2 separate regions of the Oryctolagus cuniculus genome follow, and region 1 is linked to region 2. Evidence: chromatin contacts called from public Hi-C data. All regions are on one chromosome and are shown on one strand. The core of a region is the stretch at or near the end of the contact, and the rest is flanking DNA. Distances in the headings are between cores, read along the strand shown. Region 1 overlaps CCDC34 (coiled-coil domain containing 34). Region 2 holds the start of LGR4 (leucine rich repeat containing G protein-coupled receptor 4).

Region 1 (5,375 bases), core at 1,791-4,290, 210 kb before region 2:
CTATTGTTTATAGAGAACAGCACAGGTACTACAAATGAGTGGGACGTGTGATATGAAGTTATCCTAAGGGTTTCACAAACCAGAAGTTTCCATCCATGATCTTTTGATTTTTATCTGTCCTCACTCTAAAGTCATTATCTAAGAGCCATCTAGAAACCTGTGTTTGACAGAATTAAGGAATTATGAGGTTGAGGTAGGCAAATAAAGCAATCTTACTCATTATGAAAAATTTGTAAGGGGGACCAAAATCTATTAACAGCCAAAGTGATATTGCATAAAGCCAACTGCTGAGAGAATCAGAGGAAACAGGTAAGTTTTCATGAGGGAAAAGTAGGGAGGATATAATGCATGATCCAAGGCATAGAATGATACTGCAAGGGGGATGCCTTGAGGATCAGATCACACAAGCAGCACAAATAGGAAGGGTGGAAAAGTCCTGTAAAGAGAATAAGAAAGGCGGACTAAAATCCAACTTTGCCGGACTTAAACATTTGCACTAGCTAAGAACTAAAGAAATGATAGTCTAGAAATTGGAGTCATTTCTAAGATTCCCATTGAATGACCTGGTTGTGTGAAAATTCATGAGTAACCATGAATCCTCATCCTGCATTTCACTAATGGCTTAAGCCAGGCTGGACATAAGAAAGAAACACAGGAAATTGTAAGCCCAGGTAATCAAGCAGGGTGACGTCTTTATGAGCAGCAACTGTCATACCTCACCCTGGCTCATGAAATTTCTGGCAGAGCAACTCCGAATCTGGCCTAGGTCTATTCTCCAAGTCAGGAGTTGAAGGCTTTGCAGCATGAGAAATTGTCAGATCCTAAGAATCCCAGATCCTGGGGCTGAAAAAGACAGTTACCAAGCCATATGCATTGAGTGTCTACAGTCTATTCAAGACAAAGTTATTGCCCCCCCCCCCCGGTGAATAAAAACTGTCTAGTTGTCTCACAAGGAGACAACCCTTGGTTTAACATAAGAGAAGGCTTACCAATGGTCAGAGCTATTCAAAGTATGGAATATAAAATAGTAAGATCCTTATAACCTACAGTGTTTCGGGCAGAGGCTGGCTTGAAGAAATACAAACTTTAAGACAAAATGGGACTCAGTGATTCTAAAGTTCACTTCCAATCATCCAGTCCACCAAACAGAAGGTGTTGATCTCCCACAACAACCAACTTACAGCTGGAAATGGGAATGGAAACTCAGTACAACAATTCCAAAAAGCTGCTCTCCTGAAAATATTCATGAAAAATGTGAAATGTCTCCACAACTGAGGAAGAGGCATCCCTTTGCATAAGCAGTAATTTAACTGGGTTCACAACAGTGAGCAGAAAGAGTCAGAGGAATTGGCTCAAAGATTTACAGGTAGTCCATCCATGTTCCTTCTCAAATATAGTAGACAGCATGACACTTGACAACAACAAAAAAACCTCCCATAAACAGCTGCTTTGCAATCTTATGAGAAAAACCAATCTGAATGAGTTCTGCTTTCTGCGTGTATGAATTCTACAGGTCTATTCTCAAAATTTTGATTTGCAATAAATTAGGCTTCAAGGTCATGGCTGTCCAATTGTTAATTCAGAGGATAGAAATATGTAGCCTCATGGTTTTCCATGGGATTTGAAATCATTACTTATACATTCTCCATTGCTGATAGTGTTAGAAATTGGATTAGAAAATGTATTCTTCATCCTTCTAATATCATGCAAGCTTGAAACAGGAAACAAAGATAAAAATTATTTGGGGCTTGCTGCTCAGTGTGGTCCAAAGACCAGTCACACTGGCATCATCTGGGAGAGCCTTTCCAATGCAGAATTTCAGTTCCTCCACCTTCAACCTCACACCCAGAACTACTGAATAAAAATCTGCATTTTTAACAAGATTCCCAGTGATTGCTGTGTACATTAAAATTTGCATTATCCTAAAGTAGGTAATAGTGATTCTGTTGCCAACCTTCTGAGTTTTCCCACCTGAAAGCTTTAAGAAGAAACAGCAGCCCCTGAGAACAGAGAGGAGAAAATTACTCAGCTTGTGATCATTCATGGAACCATGGATCTAGCTGTTTGCATTGTTCTAGAAAATTTCCCAATGCTGACACCATAAATTTAAGTCACTCTTAAAATGGGCTGGCAGATTCCAGCTTGGTGTGACCCAAATCAGCTGATTTGTCTTGGTTACTTATTAGACTTCAGGGGAGAGGAGTGGAACGCCTTAAACAACTGGCCCAACAAGGAAGGGCAGCTGTTTCTCATCAACGGCAATGAACACACCTAGCAGGGCTTCATTCTTCGTAACCTGCCATCTCCTGCCTCTCTGGCAGCAGAGAAAGCCTTCCTGCCAGAATGACTGCAGACACCAAGAGCTGCAACGAGAGCTCAGGCTTGACATGGTAGTGGAAGGGAGCCTTTTCCACGTCAATGGGTGAAGAAAATACAAAACAAAAATAAATTATGTCTTAGAATACTCTTACCTTGGCAGGTGCCGCGGCTCAATAAGCTAATCCTCCGCCTGCGGCGCCAGCACACCGGATTTTGGTCCCGGTTGGGGCGCCAGATTCTGTCCCAGTTGCTCCTCTTCCAGGCCAGCTCTCTGCTGTGGCCAGGGAGTGCAGTGGAGGATGGCCCAAGTGCTTGGGCCCTGCACCCCACGGGAGACCAGGAGGAAGCACCTGGCTCCTGCCTTCGGATCAGTGCGGTGCGCCGGCCGCAGCACGCTGGCCGCAGTGGCTATTGGGGGGTGAACCAACGGTAAAAGAAGACCTTTCTCTCTCTCTCTCTCACTGTCTACTCTGTCAAAAAAAAAAAAAGAATATTCTTACCTCCTCAGCACCAGAAAGTCGTTGGTTGCAGGAAACAACATGGACTTAATGACAGCTTTTCCAGAGAGGTAGTCAGCATTTCTTTAAATAATACACTGATTTGGGGAGGGCCTGGCACAGCAGGTTAAACCTCTGCTTGGGAAGCCCGCATCACATATCAGGGTGCCAGATGGAGTCCTGACGGCTCAGCCTCTGATCCGGCTCCCTGCCAATGCTCCTGGGATGGCTCAAGTACTTTAGCTACTGCCACTCACATGGAAGATCCAGAATTTTTAGGTCCTGGCATCAGCCTTGCCCAGTAACAGCTTTTGTGGTCATTTGGGGAGTGAACCAGAAGATACAAGATTTCTCTTTCCCTCCCTCTGCCACCCCCAAATAAGTAAATAAATAAATCTTTTTAAAAAACATATAGACTTGTCTGTTTTTAAAGAGTTAAGTTGGGCGAAAGCAGGATTTATGAGGGTATATCGTTCAATTTTTTTAAAAAATTGGCGAATCAGTGCCTGACAATTTCATTGGTCACTTTTGCTAATGGTGCTATGGTTTGTCCCCACTTTTTAACCTCATGCTGAGGTTAAATTCATCAATGCAACAGTGTTGGGAGATGAGCACTAGTGGGAGGTATTTCAGGAGGCAGATTCCTCACGAATAGCATAATGCTGTCTCCAGGGAGAAGTGACTTCTTGCTCTTGGGACTGGATGCGTGTTACTGCAGAGCAGGTTGTACAGTGAGTTGGGCTTCCTGAGCTTTCTCTTGCCTCCTCTCTCATCATGTGATCTCTCTTTCACATGCACCCACTTGCCCTTCCACTCTCTGCCATGCAGCCCTCAGCAGAAGCCAATCAGATTCTAGCACCACACTCTTGGATATCTGTGAGCCAAACTAAATCTCTTGCTTTATAAATTACTCAGTCCTGGGTGTTCTGTTATAGCAATAGAAAATGCAAGAAGAAATGGGTATTAGCAATTACGTCTTTACTTTGCTTCCTGAAAATATATATGAAAAATGATATTTAGTGTTCTGAAGATGATTGTTTTCTTCAGAATTGAAACACAGCCTGAAGGACTATAAGAAAAGGAAATATCAAGACTCTACTTTCCCTAAATAAATTTGGGTAGAAAATCAGCTAAACCTAAGATCCTTGTGTTCCTGCAAACTTTGCTTTTCACGATCTAAAGTCTGAGTCTGGTCATCTAAATGTTCCACACACTCCATGAAGAAAGTCCATCAGATCACAGGAATATGTGGATGGAGTAGGTGGGCTGGAGTATTGCTCAGAATCATAGAGAGAAATAAAGGCCCTCAAAGCGAATAGATATTGTTCTTAAGCACAATACTCTGATTCCCCAAATCACACAGAGAAGATATCACTGCAGCATACCTTCTCCTTCAGAACATTCTGGAGTCCTTTACTGTAACAAGCGAACTGTTTTAAGTGAGAATTCTCTAACTCTGGTCCTAGCATGAGAAAAGCACCAGTTAAGAACTTCAGAGGGTACTATTAGGAAACCCAAAGCCAGAGACAAGGAACTTCCTCATCTTGCCTGGGTACAAAAATCATCAAACAACAATGTCAGGAGGCACAGAATTTCTAATGAATTATTTTAGCTTGCTTATTTATTTTTAGAAACACACACACACAAACACACACACACACAGACAGAGAGCTCCCATCTGCTAGCCCACTCATTCCCCAAATGCCCGACTGGGGGCCGTATTGGAAATTGGGAACTCAGTCCACGCATCCTATGTGTGTGGCAGAAACTCAATTACTTGGGCCATCACCTGCTGCCTCACAGGGTCTACATTAGCAGAAAGCTGGAATCAGGAGCCAGAACTGGGTATCAAACCCAGGCACACCCCAGTATGAAATGCACTGGTATCTTAACCACTAGGCCAAATATCCACTCACAGTGAATTGTTTTTGATAATAGGAAAGTATTTTTCTTATATGGCCTTTTGGAAAACTGTGTTTTCTACCTTTTTCCCTCTTTGCATTTTTTATTATTTTATTTCTTTTAAATATTTATTTATTTATTTGAAAGAGTTTCAGAGAGGGAGAGACAGTGAGAGAGAGAGAGAGAGAGAGAGATCTTCCATCCACTGGTTCACACCCAAGTGGCTGCAACAGTTGAGACTGAGCCAGGCTGAAGCCAGGAAATTCATCTAGGTCTCCCACATGGGTGGTAGGGGCCCAAGCACTTGAGCCATCTTCCCTTGTTTTTTCCAGGCCACTAGTAGGGAGCTGGATTGCAAGTGGAGCAGCTGGGACTCAAGTCAGCTTCCATATGGGACGCCAGTGTCACAGGCAATGGCTTTACCTGCTATGCCACAACGCCGGCCCCTCCCCTTTGCTTTCTAAATGATTCTACACAAATCTTAGGACTTTCCTCAAACTAAAATCATGGTAGTGGAAGATAGAATTCTATGAGTTAATTGGTGGAAAAAATCTGTGTCACAAAGATCTGTGGTCCTACTGGTTTTTATAGACTTTTATCTGAATAAAAACCATCTAAATTTATTATTTATATAATGCAAAAATTTTTTAAAGAAGT
Region 2 (4,979 bases), core at 2,478-4,977:
ATAGGCATAACTTCAAACCCCTTTGTTAAAATAAATGTTGGAATCCTAGATTTAGTAAGATTACCTTCTAGCACACATCTCAGGGTAAACTGTGAGAAGCCAGTGTATTGTGACATAAGATTGAAAACTGCTGTTCAAAAACATAGATAATTCCTACAGGTGCAGCAAATGGTGTGAATGTGGGAATCCCATCAAGAACACTGAGGATTACATCTGAGTCTGTCCCCAGACTCAGGGAAGGCAGCTTTCAGCAGGTAACAGGCACGGTTAGACTGAACAAGTTTAAACGAGCCTAAAGGAGAAGCAGGTATCCCTCTCTCTGAGGCCTTCTCAAATCTGGACAAAAGGCTGAGTGCTGAGGAGGCTGGATTTGACAGCCCTTCATGGGAATGGTGTCTGAGTTCCAAATCCCAGTTCTGCTCCTCAGTGTAAAGCCTTACGTACTTACTCACTCACTCCAGCTTTGTAAATGCCTGCTGGGTACTAGCTGTGTGGACTCCAAATTGCGTAAAATAAAATCCCTGTTCTCTGTTAGTCCCAGGTATCCAACGTAGGATGGAGAAGTGAAAGTGCTACCAATGAACAAGTCCTTGATGCATAAGGAACTTAGATTAATAATTATAGTTTTGACTTTTTAATTTCTATTTTTATGTTGAATTTTATGGTTAACTAAACACGCTTTGGTGCATATGCTGCAGAAATGAAGACCAGGGAATCAAAAGTTAGGGCTCAGAGAATTAGTTTCTTGGTATCAGTGGCTCACTCACTACAGCTGTGATGGAAGAGCAGCCTGGACGTCCTTGGAAAGAGACTCCAGGTGGTGCCAAGCTATCGTGTAAGATCCACTGGAGTGTGCACACCTGCAGCACCTGCCCCTTCTCAGACACGGCTTGGAGAATCACTACACTAACTGGTTTCCTCATGAGTAAAATACAAGCAGACAGCCCTTGAAAACTCTTAAGCAGGCTGCTCATGGAATTTATACTTTTGAGGGTGAGATGAGGAGTATTAGGATGAAGTAAGGAGTGGCTGGTATGTACTGTCATGCTACCTCTGGGTCACAAATCAAAGAAAACAGCGCATTTGCTCACCACTGCAACTCAGGAAGTGCCGCCTGCCTTGATGCTGGTCTAGGCAATCTCATCTGGACTGGTGTCTATCTGTTCGCAGTAACTTTCGTGAAGCTCAGAGTTGGAGATACAGCACAGCACTCCCTTTCTGAGTTCTCATAGGAAGTTGTCTTGGTGCTCTAGAGGGAGGAGCATGCACTCACAAAAATGTGCTATTTCTTTGCAGTTTTAGGTACTAATATAAAGAAAGCTCTTTTCCTCATATGGCAAGGTAAGTCTGTTTACTAAATTTCAAGGAAGCTGCTAAACAAGGTCTCACTAGTCAAAACACTCAAATCCTGCTTCTCTATTATATGAGAGCCTTGAAAGAGGTTCAGGTAAAGGCACCTCTCTCTCTTGGCACCAATTCCCTAAATGTTTCTAGAAGATTTTGAGGTGGGGGGGCTCTATCTTCTAGTCCCTCACCTCATTGTCACTTAATGACCCTTTGTGAACAAAATGCTCTTTACTGCAAAGCTAACGTGTGTGTGTGTGTGTGTGTGTGTGTGTGAGAGAGAGAGAGAGAGAGAGAGAAAGTTAAAGTTCACCATGCTGAAGGAAAATGGCTTCAAATGCCTAACACCTGAAGGGGGGGACCGAAACAGATTCCAAGGCCACAGGCCTCCATGCTGCCTAAAATGCCACCCGGGGAGGGCAAGCAGAACACCTGGCCACCACCCACCTGGAGCTACAGCCTGGCCTGCATAGAAAGGATTTCTTCACAGGGCTGTTACTGCTTTTAATGAGACTGTCTATTTCTAAGAGGTCCCTTTCGGTAGCAATAAGGGAAAAGGAAATTCCCTTTACCCATGGGCCTCCCTGACTCCCTTCCTCTTGCAAACAGTCCTGTCCCAGCTCCTGATGTAATCGCTGCACTGGCCACACAACACAAGAACAAGAGCACACAAGCCCTGCACTCCCTCACCCTATTCTTCCTCTATCGGCGGCATCTGCCAACACCACCTCCAGCACCTATGTCAGATTCTTTTCGGAGGGAAACCTCTAAGCGCTCAGGTTCCCGTTGGAGGAGGGAGCACTCGAGTGGCCGAGCCTTTTGAGTGACTCCCCGGAACACAAGCAGCTTCAGAGAAGTTTTTGCTGGTTGGGTGCAGCAGAAACCTGGCGCCTGCAGTGCGCGCAGCGGCTGAACACATGCTCCCGGGCTTTCTCTCCCAACACCCTGCACCTGGGGTCAGCATTCCTTCGGACAGGCCTCTCTGGGGACAGGCGTATTTTCACCAGCACAAGCCTGTCATTTCCCCGTTCTTGGCTCCTGGCCTCCCTGCGTGCTCCAGAACCCTGGATCTTTGTGGGTGAGCCCGGGAGTGGAGCCGGGCCGAGGTGCCAGGTCGCACTCCGTGGATGGGGCCAAACTGAAAGGAGACTGGCGCGGACTGCGATGCAGGTGTTTTTTTCTCCACACGTGCCGGAGCCCGGGAGTCCCCAGGTGAGTCCCCAGAAAACGTGCCTCGGTGTGCACTCAGGCCAAGTTCTCGGCGCCCTGGCCCCCCACCAGTGGCGAGACCTACCCTGCTGAGCAGGAACCCGCGAGAGCAGGTTGCCAGGGACAAGCGTCTCCAGATGCCGCCTTGGCCCCAGACACACCTGAGTGTGGGGTGTGTGTGTGTGTGTGTGTGTGTGTGTGTGTGTGTGTGTGTGTGTGTGTGTGTGTGTAGGGGGGCTGACTGAGCCGGAAAAGGCTGGGCAAGAGAGCTGCTCGCGGCTCGCACCGCACCCGCAAAGTTTGGAAAGCACGCACGCAGAACTGGAGAGAGTGGCCAGCACCCCCACACAGGTGGCGGCGCCCCCCAGTCCCTAGGGCGCTGGGGGTTGGCAGACAGGCACGGCCGGCCCGGATCCCGCAGCGGCCCCCGCAAAGCCTCCCTCTCGCGCCCCAGTCGCCCGCACTCACAGCGCTTGGGTGAAGGCGCTGAGCCCCTCGGGCACGGCCGTCAGCCCCTTCCCGGAGCAGTCCACCCGACGGTCGCCGTCGCAGCTGCAGGGCGCCGCGCAGAGAGGCGGCGCCGCGCCGCTGGGCCCGGCCGAGCCGAGCAGCCCCAGGGCGAGGAAGCAGAGCAGCCCCAGCGGGCCCGGCATTGCTGCAGCCGCCTCCCGCGCCGGCCTCTCCCGGGCGCCGCTCGCTCGGCCGCCCTCCGACGCCCCCCCGGCGCTCCCGGGCAGCCGGCCTGCGGGCTGGCGCGGGGGCTCTCTCCCTCGGCAATTCGCGCGGGCTCGGCGCCTTCACCAGCCAGCCGCAGCAGCGCAGGGACGCGGCGCTCCGGAGTTTCGCCCTTCCCGCTGCTCCATGGAAGCGCAGAGGCAGCCCCGCTCCTCTGGCGGCTCAGGCCAGCCCGCCCGGCCCGGCGCAGCTGCGGGGGCCGCGCGCTGCCATCGCACCCGCCTGCTTGCCCCGGCCTTGCCGCTCTTCAAGGTTGCGGAGCGCAGCCTTCAGCCATGCCGGCCCCTCGTCCCAGCCCCCGCCTCGGCTCGCGTACAAACACCCAGACTCTTCTCGCTCTCTCCCCGCCGCGGCTCCAGCTCTTCCCGTCCTTTTCCCTTCTAGGGTTGCACGCTCCGGTTCCCAAGCCCCCGGCCGCTGGGTTATGCAAATCATTTAGGTACATGCAAAACTAACCCTTCTCCCGGAGCGCCATTGGCCCGGGAAGGTCTCGAGCTCATTACTATGCAGGGAGGGGAGCCGCCATTGGCCGAGAGTGGGACCAGAGGGGCGTGTGTCTCGGGCGTGAGTGACAAGGTAGTGGTGGTGGTAGTGGTTGAAGGCAAAAATCCCTGAGTTGGCTCGATTTGCGTGGCAGGTTGTGGATTGAAGGTAGGAAGATCGGAAGACAAGGATTCTGTTCTTTCCCTCCCCCACCTCCTCTTTTTCTTCCCTCTGCAGAAATTAGATCTCTTAAATTGGATGACCTGAAAAGTAGAACTTGCCTGCAGCATTCAGTTAAGTTTCAAATGACTCTCCTCTGTTCCAAAGGGCGAGGACACTGGGAGCTGTGCAAACGGAAAAAAGATTTTGAAGAGGAGGGAAAACGTTTCCCTTCATCTGACACAAAGCTTGGGGGCTTAGTTATACCCTAAATTAAAACACGGCACTTCCCCAGGTTCTTTACACCTATCTCGATGTACACTTGGTAGCCTAAATCTTAGCAACCAATCATCCACGATGCAAAGCAGACTCCTTTAAAATCGTTAAACACGGGAGTGTTGCAAGGGTCAAAGGAGGTGATGTTTCTGAGCAAGGGACAAATTCTCCAGACAACAAAACTGAGCGCTAAGTTTTTACCCTTGAGAAGCCGGTGACAACCTTGTTGTTCGGTAATTATCAGAGGTCTCTGCTTTGTTGGACCTTGAGTCCTGGTGGCCCACCAAACACAGAGTCATTATCTCTCCCAAATATTGCTTTATGGGGTCCTCTTTTCCTGTGTTCTGCTATGCCTTTGAGTAGCATTTCCTATATTGTAGACATGTTTTATGAACACGGCAAGAAAAGTTTTAAAATGTCACTCTCCTAGACAGTCATCTGGTGAGGCAGACCTAGGAGTTTAAAGAGAACTATTTCCATCACCAGCATATTCAGGAGTTTACCTTAAAAATAATGTGAGGTTGGGCACATGACTACTGTAAGTTTATAGAGAGTCAAGATAGAAAGTCAATAGATGAAGACATGCCTTCACTTCCAGTTTCTTCTGAAAGAGAACTTGAAGGCAGGTGGACAACACTCTGGTTCCACAGATAAGAGATCTGGGCTCTCAGATAGTGTGCTCTGCCTACGATTATCACAGAACAACTGGGTGCCCTGCTCCTTATCTGGGAGCATTCCTTATACCGGCTTCCACTAAGTCATTTCTATTAGTT

The links. Hi-C and Micro-C count contacts between places; a contact is called where the count stands out from the background.
Region 1: a contact with region 2 is called in a Hi-C map of an unstated tissue, with 2.8 times the contacts expected there. The contact joins the enhancer-like site here to the promoter of LGR4 in region 2. A contact is called at or near these places in 4 of 6 Hi-C or Micro-C datasets (ear pinna, embryonic fibroblasts, skin fibroblasts and 1 more).

The regions. Positions count from the first base shown.
Region 1 is chr1:39,112,921-39,118,295 of mOryCun1.1, reverse strand. The region is part of intron 8 of CCDC34 (coiled-coil domain containing 34); the gene reads right to left. Among named protein-coding and RNA genes, the nearest start is that of CCDC34, 83 kb to the right of the region's middle. Within about 2 kb of position 3,040, at least 1 of the 8 cell types and tissues checked has an H3K27ac peak or open chromatin away from gene starts, as enhancers often do. A contact at or near this core is called in ear pinna, where this site is marked.
Region 2 is chr1:38,907,122-38,912,100 of mOryCun1.1, reverse strand. It overlaps LGR4 (leucine rich repeat containing G protein-coupled receptor 4), which reads right to left and starts at 3,727. Exons shown (of 17, transcript XM_017345627.3): 1 at 3,022-3,727. The coding sequence starts at 3,206. It also overlaps a transcript of LOC103351120 not described here.